Linked DNA regions of Mus musculus: all the other regions are linked to region 1. A link is a contact called in public HiChIP or PLAC-seq and promoter capture Hi-C data. All regions are on one chromosome and are shown on one strand. The core of a region is the stretch at or near the end of the contact, and the rest is flanking DNA. Distances in the headings are between cores, read along the strand shown.

What was found. Promoter capture Hi-C pulls out the DNA fragments that hold promoters and counts their contacts. HiChIP or PLAC-seq counts read pairs in DNA pulled down with a chosen protein or histone mark.
Region 2: an H3K4me3 HiChIP or PLAC-seq map of bone marrow-derived macrophages shows a contact between it and region 1, with 2.8 times the contacts expected there. The contact joins the enhancer-like site here to the promoter of Wee1 in region 1. A contact is called at or near these places in 4 of 39 promoter capture datasets (the 3T3-L1 cell line, hippocampal neurons and pre-B cells), 4 of 115 datasets of contacts at active chromatin or transcription factors (the 230-238 cell line, astrocytes and bone marrow-derived macrophages) and 1 of 9 other capture datasets (liver).
Region 3: a contact with region 1 is called in a promoter capture Hi-C map of pre-B cells, with 2.2 times the contacts expected there. The contact joins the promoter of Tmem9b here to the promoter of Wee1 in region 1. A contact is called at or near these places in 9 of 39 promoter capture datasets (the 3T3-L1 cell line, 3T3-L1-derived adipocytes, the C10 cell line and 6 more), 3 of 484 Hi-C or Micro-C datasets (CD4 T cells, CD8 T cells and the G1E-ER4 cell line) and 2 of 115 datasets of contacts at active chromatin or transcription factors (memory CD8 T cells and microglia).

What each region holds. Positions count from the first base shown.
Region 1 is chr7:110,120,313-110,124,375 of GRCm38.p6, reverse strand. Wee1 (WEE 1 homolog 1 (S. pombe)) reads right to left here and starts at 2,317. Exons shown (of 11, transcript NM_009516.3): 1 at 1,451-2,317. The coding sequence starts at 2,026.
Region 2 is chr7:110,430,215-110,434,612 of GRCm38.p6, reverse strand. The region is part of intron 13 of Sbf2 (SET binding factor 2); the gene reads left to right. Among named protein-coding and RNA genes, the nearest start is that of Gm32861, 140 kb to the right of the region's middle. Within about 2 kb of position 2,147, at least 9 of the 459 cell types and tissues checked have an H3K27ac peak or open chromatin away from gene starts, as enhancers often do. A contact at or near this core is called in bone marrow-derived macrophages, where this site is marked.
Region 3 is chr7:109,750,740-109,754,825 of GRCm38.p6, reverse strand. It overlaps Tmem9b (TMEM9 domain family, member B), which reads left to right and starts at 2,563. Exons shown (of 5, transcript NM_020050.1): 1 at 2,563-2,755. The coding sequence starts at 2,648. It also overlaps the pseudogene 4930431P19Rik.

The DNA of each region.
Region 1 (4,063 bases), core at 1,068-3,567:
GCCAAGTATGTAGCCCAAAGCAGCACATTGTGAATGAAGCTCTGCACTAGAACCCATGCAGGGAGAGGTTCCGTTACCCGACTTGGGGAAAGAAAAGAACAAGGGAGGGGGCAACACACAAGCCTTAGTTATACTTCAAGTAAAACCAATGGCGGCTGACTTAGGAGTCAGGTTGAATACTAACTACTTATCTGCAAAAGATAGCAAAGTAAAAACCCGTAGCTAATCCTAAAATGGACCTTTTGCAGTGACTACACAAAAAGTTCTTATCAGTAGCTAAAAATTAACAGGCTCTTTTAACATTCTAAAAATAAAAACACTCACTCTCATAAAAAAAAAATCCCCACCTCCACCTCAAGTAGGCTTTTGCAGGCCACCTCCCTGGACTCCTCCCCTTACTAAGGGGGATGGTGCCCTGGGCCTGTCCGCCTATAAAATTAGCAAAGCACAAAAGCACCTGGATGTTCGAGATTTAAGACTAAAGTTGCATGGAAATCAATAGATTCCCTTTAAAAGGCTTATGTCGAGGGGCATGGTAGGGCGCCTTTAGTTCCAGCACTCGGGAGGCAGAGACAGGAGGATCTCTGAGTTCCTAGTTCCTACAAAGTAGGTTCCAGAACAGCCAAGGTTACACAGAGAAACGTTCTCTCAAAAAAGGGGGGCTTATTTCCCGTGTTAAACTTACAGGTACCATGCCTGTCTTTATTTTGGAAATTGTCTACTCTTAATGTTTTTGTGACTTCTCAAGTATTACCATGACAGTATGCATATTCACCGGCTATTCCAAACGGGTTCTGAACACACTCTGCTTTAAGACACATTAGTTTTGACACACAGACCAACAAAACGGCAGGGGAAACTCCAGAATAAACACAAAGCTTCCGTAATACTAAATCCCGAAAGACAATCAAAAGCAACCTGGAATATCCATGAGTTCACGACGGTAAACACAGAGACTCAAAAGGACGCGCAGAATCTCTAATGCCATATCACATGGAACCACAAGTCCAGGGGGTTGGAACAAACCCTTTAATAAACCTAACTCCTTCCATCCGTGCCCCCCAAATTACAGGCCCGGACACCGGATTTAACAGGCACCATATGGCTCGGAGTGTCAGGTGGCCAGCAGCAATCCGGCACCCTGGCACACCGGACCACCGAGACCCAATACTCAACCACCTGGACAGCGGGGACCAGGCCCTTTGTAAAGTGGAGTAGTTACAGACCAGGCCCATTGTTCAGTTACATAATCTTAACCGACAACTTCTAGGCAGAGCCAAAAAGGGGGGCTGCCAACTTTTTTTTTTTTTTTGAGTGGCGGCGCAGGACAGCGAGCGGGGTGCGGCGGGGCGGTTATGTAACCGAACCCGGGCAGTGGCGCGCAGGGCTGCAGCGCCGCGGCCTTTTTTTTTAAAGGCCCTGGAGCCGGCTCCTCCGCCCCCTCCATTACCTTGGGAGTGTGCGGCGTGTCGAACAGGCGCAGCTTGCGGAAGGTCTTGTGCGGAGGGGTGCTCGGGTAGTCGGGCTGCGGCGAGCAGGGGTCGTCCATGGCTCGCGGAGCCCCGCAACCCTGCGGGGAGGCATCCCCTGGGCCGCCGCAGCGCACTGGCGAGAACGGGCTGCTCAGAAAGTAGGCGGTCGAAGGTGATTTGACGGGCGACGAGGAGCCGAAACCCTCCTCCTCCCAAGAGTCGCCCTCGGCGCCTCCACCCGCCGCTTGCGCGCCTCCGCCGCCGCCCTGCAGCAGCAAGTCGTCCTCCAGCTCTCCCGGGCTGCTGGGCTCCGCGCCGGGCGAGCGACGGCGGCGCTCGGCCTCGGCCTCGGCAGGGCTGCGTGCAGAAGGCAGGGGCGAATCCGGTTCCTGGAAGGCCGAGTCCTCCCCCGTACTGTGGCCGCTGCCTTCCTCCTCCTCCTCCTCCTCTTCCTCACAGTCGCTGCCCGGCGAGAAGATGAGCTTCTGCCGCAGACTGTAAGCGGCTCCTACGCGGCGGGTGGGCGGCGGCTGCTGTCGGCTCAGGAAGCTCATTTCCCGGCTGCAGTCACGGCGGAGCACGGGAGAACACAGGACCGGCGAGCAGAGGCCGGCGGCGTCCAGGTCGCGGCTGGCACAGGGGGCGGGTCCGCCACGTGCGATCGGGCGCGCCGGGCTGAGGCTGCAGCGGGCCTGCGCGGCGGCAACTCCGAGGCCCGTCAAGCTCACGACGGGGCGACGGCGACGGCTGCGGCGCGGGATGTCCAGCGGAGACTGGCCGGTCCAGTGCTGGCGAAAGGCTCCGCAAGTTCGTCCGCAAGTTCGGGTTCCGCGGCTTCCCGCGACCGTTAACCACGTGAGGGCCCAGCCCACCAATCCCCGCCCAGCCCCGGTTTGAAAAAACAGGGAGGGCGCGACGTAGCCCACGGGGGAGGAACCAGCTACGCGATTTTGGCGGGAACTCGCTGACTCCGCCCCACAGCCTAGGCGCGCCGCCAGTCGTGGGCGGGTCGCGGCATCCCGGGCCAATGAGTGGGCCTGGATTGCACAGAACCCCACCCAGAGTCTATGTTTAGAGGACCGGAGCCTGCCGGGAGCCGCCCTGCGAGGAGGGGCGAGAGGACGGCGGCTACTGCCCAGTGCTGGCCTTGGGTCGGCCTCCCTGTCTCCGGGTTCAGAAGCATCCGGACACCGTGCAGCCTTTGGGGACGCCTAGAAGCCTGGTCCAACCCCAGGTTCTGAGGCCCGACCCCTGGGGCGTTCTGGGCGTGGCTGTGTCCAGTCACGTTCTATAGTCGCGGTCCGAGCCGGAAACAGTGACCGAGCTCTGGACCTTGCCCAGCGCGAAACTCAGATAATGAGCTGCAGGACTAGGACACAGAGGTGGCCTCTCACACAGTCTTGTGTCCCTCACAGCCAGACTTATCCGTGATAATTGGTCCTGCCACAAGCCCGAATGCCTGACCTGCAACCGTGGTGTTTATATTTGTTCGCTTACACGTGAGAGTGCGCTAGCCAAACTGATTGGTCCCGGGAGAGAAAAAAAACAAAACAAAACTGAAGTGTAACAGAGGTGAGTGCTGGCGCACACACCTGTGATTCAAACAGTCTGGAAGCTGAGGCAGGAGGACCAGAAGTTTAAAACCCCTTTGCTCTGTAGTGGTCCTGTCTCATAATTTCCAGGAAAAAATAAGTTTCCACAACCTTCTCAACCGTAACTTAAATCTGTTTACAACAAGTGTGTTCCTATTTTGTATGCTATGATCAATCATTTCTCCTTGTTACGGTTTTGTTTTTTTTTTTTTTAGCATTCTCTGCTGGAGTGGGAATTACTGAGGCCAGACTGTCATACAGAAAAGTAGGTTTCTTTTTCACTAGGAAATTAGAACCCACTTTTGGGGAACTGAGGCCATCAGTAGAAAGCTTGATGTTTTTTAATGTAGATTCACATTATCTGGATAATAGCCTATTATACTCTTCTGTTGTCATTTACTGTAGTTAGGAGTACTAATGTGTGTGTGAGCTTTTTTTAACACTTCAAAGGCTGAAAAGTCAAACTGATTTTTGTTTTTGAGACCTGCCTTTGCCGTGTAGCCCGATTATTTGAACCACCTCCAGAGTGCTGGGATTATAGACCTGTGCACCTGCCAGGCCAGGCTGATGGACTGATCTTTGGTTTGGTTTGGTTTGGTTTTGTCTTGTTTTGTTTTCAAGATAAGAAAACTGTGTAGCCCTAGCTGACCACTAACTCACAGGGATCCATTTGACTTGGGAGTTCTGACATTGCTGTTAGATGGGTTGATCAGGGTGACCTGAAAGTAAGATTGAGCTCAACAGAAGCAAATTGCCCTTTACTTAGAACAACGCAGGCCAGTGAGTTTGGCAGTTTCAAAGAGAACTTCTAGAGTGGAAGTTTCCATATGCAGATCTGTTCCACTTAATAGTATCTCAAAAGCATAAATACAAAGGAGGTTGTTATAGTGATCTTCTTGTGGGCAACTTTTATCAGCTTGTCAATGTCAACTCTTCTGAGATTCTCAGTTCATCTGAGGTTTTGGTTTTTTTTTTTTTTTTAAGCCCTCCAATTACAAG
Region 2 (4,398 bases), core at 898-3,397, 310 kb before region 1:
TTGCAGTTGGCTTTACATGGAGCAGAATCTTGAGTGCACCCATCTACAGATTTTGACAAGTGCATGATGCCCCCAGCATCATATTAAGTGCCTATGGCATTCTTACCACCCAGGGAGCTCTTTAATGCCTAGTGGAGTCACATCTTTCTACCACCTCAAACCCTTGGTGACCAGTGATCTGTTTTCTATCTCTATAGCTTTGTCTTTCCACAGTTCACTTGTTTTGAATTTGCCTTCATTCTCTTAATATAGTTTATTTCAGGTTCATCCATGGTCACATAGAGATGGAGATGGCACCTCTCACTAGTGAGCAGCATCCCACTTGCATAGATTGCCTAAGTTTTATTTCTCTGACTTGCTGAATAACAGTTTTGGCAATAATGAATATCCTAGACATTTATACAGGCACTTACATGAATGCAAACTTTATTTCTCTTAGATAAATCCTTAGGACTCAGATACCAGGGTATATGGTAGCACAACATTTAACATTATTAAAACCTGCTGATTGTTTTCTTATGTGTCTGTATTATTTTGTATTCCCACCTGTAGTGTATGAGAGTTCCATTTGCTGTCTGTCTGAAACAACACTCAGGATCTTAACTTATTTTTTGCTTCTTTGTTTTTCTTGCACTCGTTCTCAAAAGTGTGCAGTACTTTTGTAAAATAGTCTTTGTGACTATTTTAATTTCAGCAGGCAAGTGAATGTATATAATGTTATATAACCATTATATGCAAATGCTGCCTTAATATAATTAGGTAATAGTAGAGACTCTTTCTCTGGAGTCATTAAAGTATTGATTCTCCAAACACTAAACCTTCCCTACTCTACTTAGAGACACTATCATATTGGGCAATATCAAAAAACACTTTTCGTTATCACAGCTAGACTGTGATGTTTCCAAATATTTCACAGTGCGTGAAAACACCCACATCTGCCCTAAACAAGGAAGTGTCAAGTTTAAAATGCTAGTAGTATCAAAATGAATAAGCACATCCAATGAAAAGTGACACAGTTCAGCACATCCAATGAAAAGTGACACAGTTCAGCACATCCAATGAAAAGTGACACAGTTCAGCACATCCAATGAAAAGTGACACAGTTCAGCACATTAGCTGGGAAAAGCCTCCACACAAATGCGTTAATGTTAGGAGACCATGATGCATCTCAGTGGCCACTAAAAGGTTAATAAAGTTAGAAAATTGAAACTGTCGCATTCCATCAGTGTCATCTACTGTCAGGCAGCTCAAGAGTGATTTACATAAGTGATAATAATGTCTTCAACTACATTTGGGGAGATTTGTGTTATTCTTCAGAGTACTAGGTATGAGTGGTGGATATTGAAACAATTTTAAATATCCCAACTAATCTAGAATATTTAGTAACCTCTAACAAAGAATATTTATTGTTTCATTGTTATTGTTAGTGTGGCTATGGCCTACTTTAGATTTCCAGTAAGTCTGAAGATTTTTGTTTTCCTTTATTTGACATGTGTGTTTGACATGTGTGTCTGACCTTCTCTTCTATAAATCCTGAGCATACCCTCATTTAGTCTGACAAAGAAAGAAAAAAATTGATGTTTCCTGACCACATGGTATATAAGTTGGTAATTTTTTTAAATCTGAGAAAAGCAGTGAGCCTCTCCGTGTGTGAGTTACAGCAGGATTACAGAGACCACCCCTGGAAAAGCAGCATCAAACCTTAAAATTTACTCCCAGTGAAAGGACTGAACTTAGCCAGACTTTCTTAGCTGTTCATTCTGGTGGACTTGCACAAAATTGTTTCTGTGTCACTGTGTTCAGTTGTCTGAGTCTTTGGTTATTACTTTATATTTAAATTTACATTTCTCTGAACTCAAGTAAAAATGTGTTTGTTGGCTTGGACTGTTAGAAAGTAACAGATTTCCTTGTTTTAGACATAAAACTGGATTACAATTTTTAATGAAATCAGGACCCTAAGGAACCAGTCGAAACCAGTGATAGTGAGAAGTCAGAGTAGATATGTCTAAGACCCTCGTGAATGCAGCAAGTCCTAGCTTGAGCTTCCTTTCCTTGCTGCTTGTTTCACACAAGTTCTACTGGCATGCGGCAGTTTCAGGTGAAACATACAGTCTTCTACACTTAACGTGCTGCCCATTAGAGGGCAGTAGTGCACAGACACAGCAGCTAGGAAACCAAATAGTAGATTTGCATCAGATAAGCACAGTGTGTCATAAATTAGCAAATCTATCTAAGGTCTACATTTTACTGTAGAATGTTTCTGCCACTACAGGTAGGCTCACCTTTGAACTTTTAACATGGGGTTTTCAAATGCTTATTATATAGATTTGGTTTACAGGTTTTCTGATTTGTTTATAAGAACACTGTTAATGCGCAATATCTTTTAAGAAGTGATGTATGTGTAAATGTGTTGCTTCTTTTACTACAAGTGCAATTGCTATTACTAACATATACATTGTCTGTATTGCAATGTTAGAAAGGAAAGGAGTGCATTTCATTTTAAGCGTATGGTATCATACAAAAAACATGTAATAGAGAACTTTTTAAAATAGATGTTATTTAGAGTTTTAGAAAATAGCCTTAGATTGATCCTGGCATGCGTATAGTGGTGATCGCAATCACAAGACGTCTGTGATAAGTTCTGTATTATCTATCGTCAGTACATATGAGGATGAGCGAGTCATCCTGTCCCAGATCACACCTACTGATGAAATGCTCAGGCTTGGATGTGAGCACCAAGCATGCTGAAACCAGAGAACATAAACTCAAGTACTTCAATGTACTCACTGGATCACCTAAATGTGCTGCTGAATTGTAATGCTACCTAGTTTTATCATGTTTTCATGTCTAATCTTGTTTCTGGGATGCCTATTCAGCTTGTCCATTTAATCCTTGTCCGTTTAGTCATAGGCTATAGAAGGTTGCATACATCTGAAACCTTGACGCAGCCGTTTTCTCTCCGTTAGTCTGTATAGTACTAGAAAAAAATACCTGAAACAATTAACTTACAAGGATGAAAGATTAATGTCGACTCTATGGTTCAGAGACTTTAAGGAAAAGCTGCTGAACCCTGATATCTTGGACTTGGTGACATGGCTCATTATGATGAGTGTGCATATTAGAAGAGGCTGTTCACCTCAATGTGGCTAAGAAACAGAGACAGGAAGGGGCCAATATCCCCATTCAGGGCACATACTTTGCAGTACAACTTCTTTCCACTGGGCCCTAACTCCTAAGGATTTTAGCATTCCCAATAGCACCAATGGCTGATGACGAAACCTAGCATATGGCTCACTGGGGGCCATGTAAGATCCAAGCTGCTATGTTCTTCTGGGCTCCCTTGACTTGTTATGGGTCTTTGTTTCACTGTAAGGATAAGCATGCCACATTACAGGTTTTGACTAGAAGTACTGCATGTAACCTTTATTTTCCTAAATGACCTTAGTCATTGCTAGAACAGCAGGTAATAGAGATGCTAAGAAGTTTCTACTTTAAATTTTTTTATGTTTTAGTTGTTAAAATGAGGAGGCCCTATATGGCCCAGTGGATAAAGCCATGTGAACCTGACATCCTGAGTTCAGATCCCCAGAGTTCATGTAATAACAAGACCCAGTAGTGTCCATGTCCATAATTTATTTCCGTGTACTCAGTGGAGAGGTGGAATGTAGAGATGGGAGAAATGCCAGAAGCTTGCAAGCAAGCTAGCCTAACCTACACAGTAGAGAACAAAAGAGCTTGTCTCAAACAAGATAGAAAGTGAGGACCAACACCCCAAGCTTTCCTCAGACCTTCACACACACTTGACACACATATGAACATATACATGTATACATATATAAAAAAATCCTAAAACCTTGTCATGGTGACTATTTACTTCATTTGAAATAAAGTACAAAGAAGGGTTTTTTAAATTGCTACAAAAATCAGTCTAAATAGAAATAATATTCTTTAGAGGATTTGAGATTCAAGGTCCATATGAATTATCTCTCCACTCTGGAAAAAGTATATCCACTGTATTTTAGAAAATTGATAATTAACATTTTGAGAATGTGGATAGAAGTCATACCTAATGATGAAAGCATCTTAAAGAAGTGAGTCCCAGGGACCACAGATGCTGATGTCTGTGTTCATTCCAGGCATAAACATAAGCTGATTATTTATCTTAGGTTAGTTATTTGTCTAGCATCTCATATGGAGCAGTGTATGAACCAAAATCTAGTGTTTTGACACTTCAAACAGTCTCATTTCCATTGTGTCCTGAGAAATGCTAACTGTATCCTCTGCCCTAATCCACCTTTTTTTTTTTTTCTGGATCTGAGCCATATAACCAGAAAAAATTTTGGGGGACAGTTCTAATAGATGGTGACAGTTGACCATTTTTAACTGACAAGAGCATGT
Region 3 (4,086 bases), core at 1,314-3,813, 370 kb after region 1:
AATGGTGAAGGTGTTTGCTACCAGAGACGCCTGAACTTTAGAGTTGCTAAAATGGATCAGTTTCTTGGTTTTTAAACATGTTCACCTCTTCATTATCAGTTGCTAACTTCTTTAAGGAGAACTGCAGTTTTTATCATCGGCTGTGGCTGTCCTATGAACCACCTTCTTTCTGTGGGAGGTGCCTTTCCCAACAATGCAAACATGTGCCTGCAGATTGGCAAGTTTTTCCTGGTTCATGATTGTTTCATCTTGTTAGTGAAAATGGGGCTGTGTGGGAGGACTAGGGTTCGTGCTCAGGGGGTCCCAGGCAGACAAGCTGAGAGAAAGGACACACATGGAGACATGATCCAATACATTCAAAATATTTAAATTTTAACCACTATTTCAATTTTTAATTTTGCGTGTATGAGTGTTTCGAAAAATGTACACATGTGTACCATATGTGTCAGTGCCACTGGGAAACAGAAGAGCGGACCCAATCCCCTGGAACCAGAGTTACAGAAGGTTGTAAGCTGCCACGTGGATGGTGCAAACCAAACTTCAATCTTCTGCGAGAGCAGCAAGGGCTCACAACTGCTGAGTCAGCTCTGCAGCCCCAACTTTAATCAGTATTTTAAAATAAAAAGATTTTGTTTACCTTGTATTGACCTCGAAATACAGCATACAACACTCGATTTAGATTCCTCGCAATCAAATATTTGATTGCCACATGTAGCTCTAAAGCTCTGCCCATACTGAGTGTTATGTGGTCTTCTTCATTAAACAGATGAGGTGGGCCTGACTTGGTGGCCCATACCTGTAGTCAGTTATTAGGGAGCCTGAGGGAGGGGAATCTCTTGAGCCCACTAGTTTGAGACAGCATGGACAAAGAGAAGAAAATAACTGAAAATAACCCACCAGCCTGAGGCATTGCTGCAGTCCTTTATCTCTGTACCCCCCCCCCATCAAATCTCTGAAAAGAATTCTTTTTCTTTGTTTCTCCTTCTTCGTTTTCTTTCTTCCTCCTCCTCCTCCTCTTCCTCCTTCCTCATTTTCCTTCTCCTCCTCTTTCTCTTTCTCCTCCTTTTTGTGACACAGGGTCTCTCCATGTAGCCTGTCCTGGAACTCACTTTGTAGACCAGACTGGCCTTGTCTCAGAGATCTGCCTGCCTCTGGGATCAAAGGCATCCAACGAGCATTGGCTCTGAAAAGAATTTTGAAGGAGGGTTCCTATGCTTTATCTGAAGGACATGTCAGACATACAGCTCTAAACTGATCCAAACTGGCTACTAAGTCAGCTTTTAGCAATCAGATCTAAATACCTCACCAACAAATTTTATCCTGACAGCCCTGCGATTAGTAGGACACCCCTTAGAAGGACAATTATCCCCACTGTGACAGGATGATCTACAATACCTCACCAACAAATTTTATCCTGACAGCCCTGCGATTAGTAGGACACCCCTTAGAAGGACAATTATTCCCACTGTGACAGGATTGTCACAAGAACTGGTGCGAAAGCATCTAGTCCTTTGGGCTAGTTGCCATTTAGGACTAAAAAAGGGCTAAATACATTTAATGCAATAGCACTTTGTGTTAGATTCTAGTCTAGTATCGACAAGAATCACATAGCAGAAAAACGCTGCGAAATTTCTACCTGTAAATTAAGAAAGACATTTCCACCAACCAGGAAAGGACCACTTGAAGGGGCGGGGTGGGGGTGTCTTATAAGTAAAAATTGAAAATCATAAAACTTAATCCCCTTTTATTGAAAGGAAGTGATTTTCCCTTATGACATTCAGCAAATCCCTAAGGGCTGTGATGAGCACGCTGCATCCCTTTCTCTACCCCCAGAGTCTCTACTAAGTGGAAAAAATATTTTAATGAGCAGCTCTATGTTCTCTCCAGGGTGCTCCTGAAGTATCTACAGAAAAAGACACCCCATGGAGTAGGGTCTGCGCTCCCAGAACTGACTGAGAGGTCAACTGTTTTAAATAGGCACTGCCTCACAGGAGCTTGGCTCCTGGATTCTCCACCTCCAGGAGTCCTGGGCGGGGGATGCTCCAGGGGCGTCCGCATCTTGCAAAGCCTGACTTGAGCCAGCCCAGATTCGCCGCCGTGGCCCACTTCCCAGTCCTAGACTGGACCAAGGCTGTCAGCCCCTAGTGGAAGCCACACCCGCGTGGACAGCTCACAGTTACTGTTGGGAGCCGGGCAGGAGTCTGTGTCCTGGAGGCGCACGGACCGCAGGTTCGTACTGAAGCCCCGGTGCGGAGCCTCGAGCCTCCATCGCCGGGTGGGCTTCCGATCTAAGGACGCTCGGGCTCTTCTGGTCAGGTCTCCTGAACAGCACCCTCTCGGCCTTCGCAGTTCCCGGGGATGGGGTTCACCCGGCCTGCGGGACTAGATCCGCATGGCCTGCTCCCTTGGGGTGCAGGATTCGCCAGCTCTGGCCGGGGAAGACCCCCAGCCTTTAGTGCACCCCCGGGGCCGCGACCGTGGCGGGCCTTGTGCACCCGGAACCGTTTCCGGGGCGGAGGCTTTCTCGCAGCTGACCCGGCGCGGACGGTGACGCGCAGGCCCAGGCGGAAGTGCGGGCGGAGGATCCCGAGCCGGATCCCGAGCCGGGCGCGGGGCTCGGGGCTCGCAGGAGCGGCTGGCTCCCGCGATGGCGAGCCTATGGTGCGGAAACCTGCTGCGGCTGGGCTCGGGGCTCAGCATGTCCTGCCTGGCGCTGTCGGTGCTGCTGCTCGCGCAGCTGACAGGCGCCGCCAAGGTGAGTCCCGCCCCGCCCGGCTCCTGACAGGAGCTCCGCCCCTGCCTCTGGCCTGGCAGAAACTGGGGCTGACCACTTGCTCCCCACTCTCCGGTCTCCCAATCCGACAGCCAAATCCCCCCGACCCCGCTTCACAGCCCGGGCTGGCCCTCTCTAGAGCATCCTAAGCCTTAGCCCCAAACAGTGCCAGAGCGGGGTCTATAACCCTCTGCCTCTTGACATTTCCCTTCCCAGCCCCGACGGGACACACCCGGAACTTTCCAGCCCTGGGAGCTTTGAACTTTCCACCCTTAAACTTGGGCAGCTCTCAGCCCCCAATCCAAACGGTGGGAAACCCTCATCTCCCTGAAATCTTCTCTAGTAGGGACTAGCTCCCCTCACCCTCATCTCCCCGAAGTCTTCCCTACTAGGGACTAGCTCCTCTCAACTCATTGATAAGCAGATTCCCTTGCCATGGTGGGGGCTCGAATCTCATGGCAACTACCCGTTCCCAGAAGGACCTGTAGGGCCACCCCACTAGCCTGATACTCTCACCAAGATCCCCTCCAGGAAAACACACACACACACACACACACACACACACACCCCTCTTCTGATAATTTACTAGCCTAGGAGAGAGGTGACAGGAAGTTGTGTCCTATTCCTCACTGTGTTTCTAAACCTTTTGGTCCCCATATATTTTCTGGTGACCCAGAGCTGTTCTGGCCCAAGAAAACATGTGCTTTCCTCCCAGTGGGCTAACTAATTTTGGGGCAAAATAGAAAGACTCCACGGTGTAGTGGGAAATAGTGACACTGCATTTTTAAAAAGTTTTATAATATTTTTAAATGTTATAAAGGGCTGGGAAAGATAGGTCACAGGTAGGCAGGTGTTTTTGAGCAATTTGGTTTTTTTTTTTTTTTCAGTCTTTCTGGTGTCATCAGAAATAGGGACAGCAAAAAGTTTCCCAACTTTTGAAATACTTCTAGTATGGACTCTCTGTATGGATGTCAAACATTACCATTTTATGTAGTGTATCATGATATAAACATCCGTCTCCCCTTGATAGGATTTGTCCCAGGAAACAGGAGCTGTGTCTTTTGCTTCTCTGAGTCCTCCTCATTGAGCACAGGCTCTGGCACAGTGGTTACTGATACATTTAGGACCTGTCAACAGCTCTGCCAGACATTTCATTGTACCTAGGAGTGGTGGATATGTCTCAGTGGGGACTAATGAGCCACAGCCTTCTCGAATAAACAACCCTTTGCTGAGAAAGCATCTCTTGGATTTATGCAGCATTTAATGCCTGCTTGCTTTGCCTCCTGAAACTCGTATTGCTAGGAGTTGCTTTT